Linked DNA regions of Pan troglodytes: regions 1, 2 and 3 are each linked to region 4. Evidence: chromatin contacts called from public HiChIP or PLAC-seq data. All regions are on one chromosome and are shown on one strand. The core of a region is the stretch at or near the end of the contact, and the rest is flanking DNA. Distances in the headings are between cores, read along the strand shown.

Region 1 (2,979 bases), core at 114-2,613, 190 kb after region 4:
AAAACTCGTCTCACGCCACAACAATGTAGGATAAAGCCGGCGGTCACCCCACCCCAGAGTGGGACAAAGTCGCACCACCCCTTGACAATGGGGCATCAAGATCTTATCGCCACGGGGGCTGCATCCTGGTGGGGTCTTTTGGAGGGTTTAGCACCTTGCATCCTAGAATACAAAACACTTTTGCGTGTTTTTTGGTAGAATTCTCTGATCCCCTACCTCCAATCTGAATTAGGTCTTTCATGTTTTCCTCACTTGGCTCAGTCTTCTACACCTTTACATAGTTGTATTTTTATATATTTGTTTAATGTCTGTCAACTCCATGAGAGTGAGAATCATGTCTATTTCCTTCACTATAATTTATCCTCTGCCTGGCACATAGTGGGTGCTCAAGAATGGCAGCTTCATCACTAACTCCATAAACAACACGCAATTGTAAGTTACTGTTTCTTGCTCGATCAAGAAAGCTCAGATTATTTCAGAATTTGCTGACAAACTAATCTCTACAACTTTAAAACTTTCCAAGAACTGTATTAAAAGAGTTTCTATAGTTGAGTTTGCCCTTCAAAGTGAGCGAGATTTAGAGTGTAGGATAAAGTAAGAGTAAGAAGAGAGTAAATGATTGGAGACAGGCTGGAGCCACAGTTTGGTTTTGCTGTAATCTCAGAATTAAAGAGCACAGGCAGAATTGGGTGTGAATCACACTTGCTGTGTGTGATGCTATTCATGATTCTATTAAATCATTTGCAAAAGGGAGCTAGTAATAATGCTTCTACACATAAATGTTGTAAGAATTAGAAATAATTCACTTTTAAAAAAGTTTTTTTAGAGACAGGATCTCACTCTGATGTCCAGCCTGGAGTGCAGTGGGGTGATCACTGCAACCTCAAACTCTTGGACTCAAACTATCCTTCCATCTCAGCCTCCAGAATAACTAGGACTACAGATGCACAGCACCACACCCAGCTAATTCTAAATTTTTGTAGAGGGGCGGTCTCCCTATGTTGCCCAGGCTGGCTGGAATTAGAAGTAATTCAAATTGTTTGCTTATTCAGTGTAGTAGGTACTCAATAAGTATCTGTTTAGGCCAGATGCAGTGGCGCATGCCTGTAATCCCAAGGCTTTGGGAGGCCAAAGTGGAGGATCCCTTGAGGCCAGGAGTTCTAGACCAGCCTGGGCAACAGAGCAGACTGGAGACCCCATCTCTACACAAGAAATAAAAAATAGCAGGGATTAGTGGCCTACACCCTGTAGTCCTAGCTACCCTGAAGCCTGATGTAGGAGGATTGATTGAGCCCAGAAGTTCAAGGTTACAGTAAGCTATGATCATGCCACTGCACTCTAGCCCAGGCAACAGAGCAAGACCCTCTCTAAAAAAAAAAAAAAAAAAAAAAAAAAAAGAGAGAAAGAAAAAGAAATCTGTTTATATTGGTAAATGGATTTATATCTGTAAATATCTATAAATAGATTACTGCAAAATAGCATAATCCCTACTCCACCTTGAATCTGGTACCACATTTACAGGCTTCCATAACACACACTATTTTCCTTCCTATAATTTATCAGAGTTTTTTGGGAGAACGAATATTCCTTTAATGCCTGTCCCCCTAACTAGACTATGAGCTGTGGAAGGGCAGGAACCATTTCCATGTAAGGGCCTATTTCTACCACCTGCCAAAATACCTACACATAGAAGATGTTCAGAAAATATTTGCACTTTGAATCAATGAATATGTTATTCTGATTTAATCAGTTACTGCCTTTTTTTTTTTTTTTTTTTTTGAGATGCAGTCTCACTCTGTCACACCCAGGTTGGAGTGCAGTGGCACAATCTTGGCTCACTGCAACTTCCGCCTCCTGGGTTCAAGTGATTCTCTTGCCTCAGCCTCCCAAGTAGCTGGGTCTACAGGCGTGTATGCCACCATGCCCAGCTAATTTTTGTATTTTTAGTAGAGATGGGGTTTTACCACATTGACCAGGCTGGTCTCAAACTCCGGCTTCAAGTGATCTGCCCGCTTCAGCCTCCCAAAGTGCTGGGATTACAAGTGTGAGCCACGGCGCCTAGCCTATATTTATGTGTTTATTTGCTTAATGTCTGTTTCCCAAAATAGACTATAAGCTCCATGTTAGGCGGGCGTGGTGGCTCACACCTGTAATTCCAACACTTTGGGAGGCTGAGGTGGGTGGATCACTTGAGGCCAGGAGTTCGAGACAAGCCTGGTCAACATGGTGAAACTCCACCTCTACCAAAAATACAAAAATTAGCTGGGCATGATGGTGGGCATCTGTAATCCCAGCTACTCGGGAGGCTGAGGCAGGAGAATTGCTTGAACCTAGGAGGCGGAGTTGCACTGAGCCGAGATTGTACCACTGCCAGCCTGGGAGACAGAGTGAGACTGTGTCTCAAAAAAATAAATAAAAAATAAAAAATAAGCACATAAATATATAAATACAGATGGTAATAACACGGCAAATAAGACATTTGGGAATATGCAATATGTGGTTGTGAACAACAAGAATGCTAGATTAATTGGACCATAAGTTTGTGGTGAGAAATAGTGGGAAAAGACTGCAAGAGAGACAGGAGACATTGTGAAAAGCTTTTAAAAGCATTGTAAAATGCTAACTTGAGGAATCTGCATTTTCTTAGGTTGGTGGAGGGAAGCTAATAAAGGTATTTTGAGCAGGACAGTTGTATGATAAAAGGCAGTGTTTTAGGAATATTAACCAGACAGAAATATGTAGGATGAATCAGGAGAAAGATAAAGTCTGGAGGCAAAGGATGAGTTTGGAGATAAACCAACAGTGTGGGAAGGAGGTAATAAAGGCTTGTAGAAGGCATTGGACGAAAAGATATCTAGACATCGGGCAAAAAGGGGCTGAAATCTGGCCTGCACTCCATTTGCCCATCCCTGCACCAACCAGGTTGTATCTGGGTGCCTCTTTCTCATTCTCACCAAGTGACCATATGGGCTAGCAATG
Region 2 (2,789 bases), core at 54-2,553, 210 kb before region 4:
AGAATGTAAACTAAATGAGGGCTGCAAGCTTGATTAGTTTTATTCGAGATAGTGTCCAGCACTTAGCAGATGCTCTCAATAAATCTTTGAGGAATGGCATGGTAATTGATTGGCTGGCACAGAGGGAGGGCAGAGAGGTGAGAGACAAGGCCAGGAGGCCTGTGGTCCTGGGCCTCTGTCTCTGGCCCTGGGAAGGGTGGGCATTGCGCAGGGGTCTAGGCGTCCACATGGTCCAGAGACTAGCTGCCCAAGTGCCCGTGTCTAGCATTTGAGAAAATCCAATTCCCAGCCAGGCAAGGTGGCTCACGCCTGTAATCCCAGCACTTTGGGACGCCGAAGCGGGCAGATCACCTGAGGTTGGGAGTTCCAGACCAGTCTGACCAACATGGAGAAACCCCGCCTCTACTTAAAAAAAAAAAAAAAAAAAAATACAAAATTAGCCGGGTGTGATGGCGCATGCCTGTAATCCCAGCTGCTCGGGAGGCTGAGGCAGGAGAATCGCTTGAACCTGGGAGGCAGAGTTTGCGATGAGCCAAGATCGCGCCATTGCACTCCAGCCTAGGCAACAAGAGCGAAACTCTGTCTAAAAAAAGAAAGAAAGAAAGAAAGAAAGAAAGAAAGAAAGAAAGAAAGAAAGAAAGAAAGAAAGAAAGAAAGAAAGGGCCGGGCGCGGTGGCTCACGCCTGTAATCCCAGCACTTTGGGAGGCCGAGGCGGGCGGATCACGAGGTCAGGAGATCGAGACCATCCTGGCTAACACGGTGAAACCCCGTCTCTACTAAAAATACAAAAAATTAGCCGGGCGTGGTAGCGGGCGCCTGTAGTCCCAGCTACTTGGGAGGCTGAGGCAGGAGAATGGCGTGAACCCGGGAGGCGGAGCTTGCAGTGAGCCGAGATCGCGCCACTGCACTCCCGCCTGGGCGAAAGAGCAAGACTCCGTCTCAAAAAAAAAAAAAAAAAAAAAAAAAAAAAAAAAAAAGAAAGAAAGAAAGAAAGAAAAAAAAGAAAATCCAATTCCCATTCACTTTCTGGCTTCTGGCTGCTGACCCAGGCCCGGGGGTATTTTCAGAGGAAGGGAATTGGGGACCCCGGAGGAACCCGAAATTTGCCCCTCAAGAGTGTAGAAGTGGGTAGCGGAAGATGTGGCCTGGAGCATGGTAAAAGCCTTGAAATTCCAGACTGCTTGGCTCCTAAACCTGGCAAGGCAGCCCTCGGGCCAGGCAAGCCAGACGCGAGACTGTGCCTTCCTTCCAGGCCCTAAAGAGGGCAGCACTGGGCCGGGCCCCGGGCGAGGGCGAGGGACACACGCGGTCCGGCACACTGAAAGGGGAGTGTCGGGTAACATGCCCGGGCAAAAGCGAGCGCCGCCCCTGCCTCTCCGCTGCTGGCTGGAACGCTGATCTATCTAGTTGCTGGGGAGACGCCCCCAGATGCCCGGGCCCCACTCGGACTTCAGCACACATCCCGAAGGATGGGGAAAGAAAGAGGCCCCCATGAGCGGGACTCGCAGTGGCCAAGGACGGGTGAGAGGCGGACAGGGATCAGCTGGCCCCTGCGGCCTGGTTGCACCTGCATGGTGACTAGCTGCCGGGCTGCGCCCCGGGGCGCGGCGAGGAGGCGGGGTCTGGCAGTGCGTTGGGTGGGGGAGGAGCTTCTGGGTGATGTAAGGCCGGGAATGGGAGTGGCCTCTCCTCGACTCGCTGCTAGGAAGGGGGCGGGACTCTCGGTGACCAGACGCCGGGGAGGGGGCAGGCGTTCATTGATAAAAACGCTGGGCTCCCCTGGGCGCCAGCGCAGCGTAGCAAATCCAGGCAGCGCCACGCGCGGCCGGGGCCGGGCGGAACCGAGAAGAAGCCGGGACCGCGCTGCGACGCGCCGCCCGCATGGAGCCTGCCGCCGGTTTCCTGTCTCCGCGCCCCTTCCAGCGTGCGGCCGCCGCGCCCGCTCCCCCGGCCGGGCCCGGGCCGCCTCCGAGTGCCTTGCCCGGACCTGAGCTGGAGATGCTGGCCGGGCTACCGACGTCAGACCCCGGGCGCCTCATCACGGACCCGCGCAGCGGCCGCACCTACCTCAAAGGCCGCTTGTTGGGCAAGGTGGGCCGAGGGACGTCCGCGGGGTGGTGATGGTGGAGGTGGGGGTCCCGGCCGGCCTCTTTTCTGGCGCCGAGCAGGGCGTGGGCACTTGACCCCCAACGCGGGGACGCCCGCGGGCCAGACTCGGCCCCCCTGGAACACCCAGCCTGATGCCCCCTCTTCACAGGGGGGCTTCGCCCGCTGCTACGAGGCCACTGACACAGAGACTGGCAGCGCCTACGCTGTCAAAGTCATCCCGCAGAGCCGCGTCGCCAAGCCGCATCAGCGCGAGAAGGTGGGTCCAGGCTCAGCGGGCGAGGGGTGGGGTGGGGACGGTGGCATGGGAACCATGGAAGGATGACGACTCCGCGCCCTCATCGCAGATCCTAAATGAGATTGAGCTGCACCGAGACCTGCAGCACCGCCACATCGTGCGTTTTTCGCACCACTTTGAGGACGCTGACAACATCTACATTTTCTTGGAGCTCTGCAGCCGAAAGGTGAAAGATGGTGATTCCCGCAGGGATGAGAGTGAGGGAGAGAAGACAGTCTTTTTTTTTTTTTTTTTTTTGAGATGGAGTCTCGCTCTGTTGCCCAGGCTGGAGTGCAGTGGCGCGATCTCGGCTCACTGCAATCTCTGCCTCCCGGGTTCAAGCAATTCTCCTGCCTCAGCCTCCTGAGTAGCTGGGATTACAGGCATGCACCACCACGCCCGGCT
Region 3 (2,704 bases), core at 154-2,653, 170 kb before region 4:
TTCTACCCAGAGCTGTTCCAAGTTTGTCTCAATAATGGCCATGCGGAGACCTAATGCCAGGGCCCCAAAGGCCAACAGTCCCAGAAAGAGCACTTTGCCACAGTGTCTCTGGATCCCGCATCCCAGAGAGAAGAGCAGGCCCTGGAAGTAAGCACGAAGCCAGAGTGGAGCCTTCAGGCTCCCAGCTAGGATCTGGGATGGAAAGAGAAGGGTCAGCCAGGCATCACTGCAACAATGCATGAAATCCTTCCCTTCTCACCCTGTATATCTGCTGCCCAGCCCTCGCTTCTTGATTTCTGGATGTGGGACAGGGAGCACCAACACAGACACAGGCCCAGACTTGGAAGATGTAACACCCACCACCCCCAGCACACACCTGAGGAAGGCATAGGCCTATTTTCCTTTCTTTTCTTTTTGTTTTCTCTTTTTTTTTTTTTTTTTTTTTTTTTGAGACGCAATCTCGCTCTGTTGCCCTTGCTGGAGTGCAGTGGTGTGATCTCGGCTGACTGCAACCTCCGCCTCCCAGGTTCAAGAGATTCTCCTGCCTCAGCCTCCCGAGTAGTTGGGACTACAGGCGCCCACCACCACGCCCTGCTAATTTTTTATTTTTAGTAGAGACAGAGTTTCCCCATGTTGGCCTGGCTGGTCTCGAACTCCTGACCTCAGGTAATCTGCCTGCCTCAGCCTCCCAGTGTTGGGATTACAGGCGTGAGTCACCGCGCCCGGCCGGCATAGGCCCATTTTCTGAGAGCAGGATACATATGTACACACACCTGTCGTCGGGTGGACACAGAGGTGAACCCACAGACATTCATTCTCACTGGCCAGACGATGAGGAGACACAGGCACAGACACACCGACACACACGCACAACTTGCTTGCGGTGCTAGCTCTCACTTGCCTTCAGACATCTAATGACACTCGGCACTTCAAGACATCACAAACCTTGCAGAGGCCCGAGTGACAGACCTGGCTCCGCTCTTCCTTCTTCCAGCTCCCCCTCTACTCACCTGGGGTGCTGCGGTTCGAGCTGGGGGTGTGTAACTCGGGGGCAGCTCTCTGAGGGGCGGCGATCGAGTCATGCTGGCGGGGATGGGGGGCGCGGGCGCCCCCAACCCGCGTTATCTGGGCGCTCCCATAGGCTAGCCCGGTCTCCCGGTACCGCTGGGCCCCGCTTAGGGATTCAGTGGGGCCGCCAAGGCACGGGCGTGGGAGAGACTGTGGGGTGTGGGTGTTAAAGCGGCTGGGAGGGAGGAGAGCAGGGAGCTGCGGGTCCGGGGCGCGGCGCCGGGATTCACCCGCTCCGTGGGCCGTGGGCCGCGGCGGCTGGAGGAGGAATGGGTCCCGCGCGCAGGCGGAATTGCTGGCCCGAGACGCACAGCAGGGCTCGAGGTGGCGACTGCAGTCCCCGGGAGGCGGCTGGAGCTCCAGAAAAGGGAGCTGGCCGGGGCGACGCCCTCCCATTGGCTGAGGGGCCCGCAAATTACCCTAGCCGCGCGGCCCGGCCCGCTGCTAGGTAACGGCGCCGCAGGGGGCGGGGCGGGAGACCACCCAGGCTGGGCCACCCCGCGCCTCCCTCCCGCCCTCGGGGCCCCAGGGAGGAGGAGGGAGGGGGATCCCGGAAAGGCGCAGCGCCGGCCAAGTGTAAGTCCAGAGGCTTACGCTGAGAAAGGGCATTTGCGGGCTCTGTTAGGGATACACTTTTTTTTTTTTTTTTTTTTTTTTAAGACGGGGTCTCACTCTGTCACCCAGGCTGGAGTGCAGTGGCTCCATCTCGGCTTGCAGGCTCCGCCTTCCAGGCTCAAGCCATCCTCCCACCTCAGCCTCCCGAGTAGCTGGGATCACAGGCATGCACCCCCACGCCCGGCTTTTTGTATTTTTGGTAGAAAACGGGTTTCGCCATGTTGCCCCGGTTGGTCTCAGACTCCCGAGCTCAGGATATCCGCCCGCCTCAGCCTCCCAAAGTGTTGGGATGACAAGCGTGAGCCACCGCGCCCGGCCTAGGGCCACAATTTCTTTTTCTTTTCTTTTCTTTTTTTTTTTTTTCAGGCTTAATTCACTTTATTTTTCTTGTATAAAAACCCTATGTTGTAGCCACAGCTGGAGCCTGGATCCTCTGCGCGGAGACTCTGGTGTGGGTCTTGACGAGGTGGTCAGTGAATTCCTGATAGGGAGACTTGGTGAATACAGTCTCCTTCCAGAGGTCGGGGGTCAGGTAGCAGTAGGTCTTAGAGATGGCATCAAAGTGGGTAGGGCCACACTTTCTTTCCGACCCAATCAAAGCCCGAGATTTCTTCTGTTCACTCTTCCCGGCTTCCATTCTTGCCCTCTTCAGTCCACTCTCTCCACTGAGACCAGAGTCATTTCTCTAACATGCAAATCTGATAGCTCCAAAGCACAAGGCCCACTTGGAGCACAGGGCCCTGTGTGATCTAGCTAAAGCCTTCTCTCCCATAGTTCCCTCACATCAGTGTTCCCTCGTTCCTGCCTTTGTACATGTTTTGGTCCTTTTGTCTTGGCAGATAATCTTCAAAAACTGAACTTGAATCACCCCCAAAACCCACTTTTTTTTTTTTTTTTGAGGCAGGATCTCCCTCTGTTGCCCAGGTTGGAGTGCAGTGGTGCGTTCACAGCACACTGCAGCCTTGAGCTCCCAGTCTGAAGGGATCCTCCCACCTCAACCTCCCAAATGGCTGGGACTACA
Region 4 (2,700 bases), core at 141-2,640:
CCCAGCACCCACCGTGTAGGAGGAAACGTCTATGCTCTCCACATACTGCTTCACGCTACCCAGGTTCTCATCCTCCTTGCCCAGGTGGTCATACAAGAAGTGGATCAGGTCCTCGTCGCACTCGTAGGTCCATGTCGGGGGTACATAGCTAAGCAACCCCAAGCCCCTAATTAGACTGGGCCCAGACGCAGAGCTCCTTCCTCCCCACCCCATTCCAGCTCACTCACAGTAGCCTTTGTACAGCTTCTGCGTATGCCTCTGCCGGCTGAGGTCTCGATCCCAGGCGATGTGAGTATGTCAGGTCCACCACCTGTTCCCACCTGTGGGCACAGAGTAGGGAGTGGGATGGGGAGACATCAGCGGTCAGCAAGACACTACCTCCATGCCGTGTAGCCTTTTTCAGGGCTCTATCTCCCAGTCTCCACCCGAGCCCCCTTCACGTCCCGCCCCTTTCTGTTCTTAACCCTGCCTCCGCTCCAGTATCCCACCCACCCCAGGCTGTGGCTGAAGTGTTCCCAAGCCCTCCTGGCCCGGCCTTCTGACAGCCAGCCCCGCTCCTTCAAGTGCAGTACCTGAGCACCGGCCGATAATCCACGCCAAAGAGCTGCTGCTGCCGCTGGAGGTGGTTGGGAGTGTCGATGGGTACCAGGCGGGCTCCGCCCTCCGCCGGGCGGCACACCAGCAGCCAGCCTTCCTGCAGCCCGCAGTCGCCCAGGTGCTCTGCCAGCTGCTCCTGCCGGGACGCGTAGGATGGGGACAGCCGTCAGGGAACTGCCCAGCCGCCTGTCGTGCCCAGCCCAGGGCAAAGGGCGCCGAACGCAATGCCAACTCAATACAGGGGAGGAAAGGCAAAGAGCCAGAGGTTTCTCTGGCCCCGGGGGTCTTTTACCGGGTCCTGGGCAGGGAAGAGCGCACCTTTGTCAGCTTCACCCAGAGCCCGTGGCCGTTGCACAGCTCCTCGCCCGTGGTGCGCACGCAGGCGCCGCGCCGGAGCTCAATGCCGTCGCGGGCGGCGCGGAGGGGCCCGGAGCCGGTACCGGGGGCTGGGCCTGCGGCGCCCACACGCAGCCCCAGGCCCTCTGCCTCCCACACCGGCAGAAGCACGCGCGACGGTCCCGCTGGGTCCTTGTAAAGCTTGTAGAGCACCTCTCGCGGCACGAAAGCCAGCGCTGCCGGCAGCGGCCGCCCGGCGCGGAGGCTCCGCGCGGCCTCTGCCAAGAAGCGCACGCGGCCCAGCAGCTGCCGGGGGGACTCCAGCACCGCGCCCGGGCCAGGACCCGCCATGGCGAAGTGGCGGAGGTGAGCGCCTAGAGGCGACCCTGCCCGGGGAACAGCTGGCGCGACCGCCGACAGAGCTTCCCACCACGCCCTTCCCCGCCTTTGGCCAGCCTTTGCCGTATGTTCTGGACTAAGCGCACCCCAGCTCTCACTGTATTGCACTGTGTACTCCCACACTCAACCATATTACTTATCTCTGTGCCACCCTAACCCAGCCGACCAAACCCAAGATTGGTGATTGCTACCTGATCAATCTCCCTCTCTCCATTTCCTTGTGACTACCATTTTATCTCTACTGCTACTACCCTCATTCAAGTCACCATTCTAGCTAGCCTGGGTCATTGCCAACAGTCATTTTTCTGATTCTTCGGCCTGCTGTTTTTCCTCCCACTCCCAGCGAATCTGCTGGACTCCCTATCCTATGGGTGGTGTGACTAAAGTGTTTGAGACAATGGCCCCTTCCCCTGCCACTGACAGGAGTCTTGAGTCATTAGGGTTGATTCTGTTTGTCACTCCTAATCCCAAGGACACTGGAGATCATTATTCATTTTAATGTGATTGCTGATTTCTGTTTCCCCAGTCTTGTAGCTCCTTAAAGGCCGGGGCTGTCTTGAGCAGAGCTAACCTCTGCACCTACTATAGGTCCAGGCTATAGTATGGACCTGGCTGGATAAGACTGTTGGTATCATGAGTGGGACTTGCGCCAAGCCTCCGGATACCCAGACTGTCAGATGAGAACAAATTCCTCATGTCACCCTAAGATACATTTACAGCGGAGTTTTCTTTTGGGCCTTTGTTGTTGCGTCGCTACAGCGAACTTTACGGTGAAAAAAGGTAGGGGTCCTACGGGCAGCAGCCAGGGCAGCCCTGGAGCTGTCGCTGGAGTCCGATCATGTGATCTTCAACATGGCGACGCCCTTGGTTCCCTACAGAAAGGGGCGGAGCCTGGACTGGGGGGCAGGCTCAGATTCAGGTTAAATTGCGGATTGAGCTCGCAGTTACAGACAGCTGACCATGGAAGCGAATGGGTTGGGGTGAGTTCTCCAGAGCACGCGGTGTGGCTAGCCGGGCTTCTAATTTGAGTCTTCCAACTCAGGACTCTATCCCTGTACTCCCCTTTCCCCACCCTGGAGACCTCCCAACCTGAACTCCGTTAGCTGGGATCCTGAATCCTAAAACCATGGATTTTTGAGACGTTCATCCCAGGGCCTTAATTCAAGGGATGCCTCAGGATTTCCAACCAGGATCTCTATTCTGGGACCATCAACTCTGATCCCTCTTTATCCCCCAGCCTGGGGATTTCTCAGCCCCTGAACCAGCCCAGTGACATTCCCGTTTCTGAGGCTCACTAGTTCGAAGACCCCCAAACTATCCTTAGTGGGCCTTCATTCCCTCCCCCCAGTCCCTCTGGTTGCTTCGAGC

What was found. HiChIP or PLAC-seq counts read pairs in DNA pulled down with a chosen protein or histone mark.
Region 1: a contact with region 4 is called in an H3K4me3 HiChIP or PLAC-seq map of stem cell-derived excitatory neurons, with 2.8 times the contacts expected there. The contact joins the promoter of ZSWIM5 here to the promoter of HECTD3 in region 4. A contact is called at or near these places in 1 of 1 datasets of contacts at active chromatin or transcription factors (stem cell-derived excitatory neurons) and 1 of 1 other capture datasets (stem cell-derived neural stem cells).
Region 2: an H3K4me3 HiChIP or PLAC-seq map of stem cell-derived excitatory neurons shows a contact between it and region 4, with 4 times the contacts expected there. The contact joins the promoter of PLK3 here to the promoter of HECTD3 in region 4. A contact is called at or near these places in 1 of 7 Hi-C or Micro-C datasets (stem cell-derived neural progenitor cells) and 1 of 1 datasets of contacts at active chromatin or transcription factors (stem cell-derived excitatory neurons).
Region 3: an H3K4me3 HiChIP or PLAC-seq map of stem cell-derived excitatory neurons shows a contact between it and region 4, with 5 times the contacts expected there. The contact joins the promoter of PTCH2 here to the promoter of HECTD3 in region 4. A contact is called at or near these places in 4 of 7 Hi-C or Micro-C datasets (blood, induced pluripotent stem cells and stem cell-derived neural progenitor cells), 1 of 1 datasets of contacts at active chromatin or transcription factors (stem cell-derived excitatory neurons) and 1 of 1 other capture datasets (stem cell-derived neural stem cells).

What each region holds. Positions count from the first base shown.
Region 1 is chr1:185,759,436-185,762,414 of NHGRI_mPanTro3-v2.0_pri, reverse strand. ZSWIM5 (zinc finger SWIM-type containing 5) reads right to left here and starts at 1,363. Exons shown (of 14, transcript XM_513126.9): 1 at 1-1,363. It also overlaps the pseudogene LOC134809790.
Region 2 is chr1:186,164,865-186,167,653 of NHGRI_mPanTro3-v2.0_pri, reverse strand. It overlaps PLK3 (polo like kinase 3), which reads left to right and starts at 1,303. Exons shown (of 15, transcript XM_016961451.4): 1 at 1,303-2,092; 2 at 2,259-2,366; 3 at 2,455-2,571. The coding sequence starts at 1,883.
Region 3 is chr1:186,121,945-186,124,648 of NHGRI_mPanTro3-v2.0_pri, reverse strand. PTCH2 (patched 2) reads right to left here and starts at 1,403. Exons shown (of 22, transcript XM_016961510.3): 1 at 1,011-1,403; 2 at 1-192. The coding sequence starts at 1,082.
Region 4 is chr1:185,951,899-185,954,598 of NHGRI_mPanTro3-v2.0_pri, reverse strand. It overlaps HECTD3 (HECT domain E3 ubiquitin protein ligase 3), which reads right to left and starts at 1,390. Exons shown (of 21, transcript XM_016961571.4): 1 at 916-1,390; 2 at 573-733; 3 at 228-320; 4 at 13-148. The coding sequence starts at 1,284. UROD (uroporphyrinogen decarboxylase) reads left to right here and starts at 1,238. Exons shown (of 11, transcript XM_513127.7): 1 at 1,238-1,396; 2 at 1,859-2,312. The coding sequence starts at 2,293.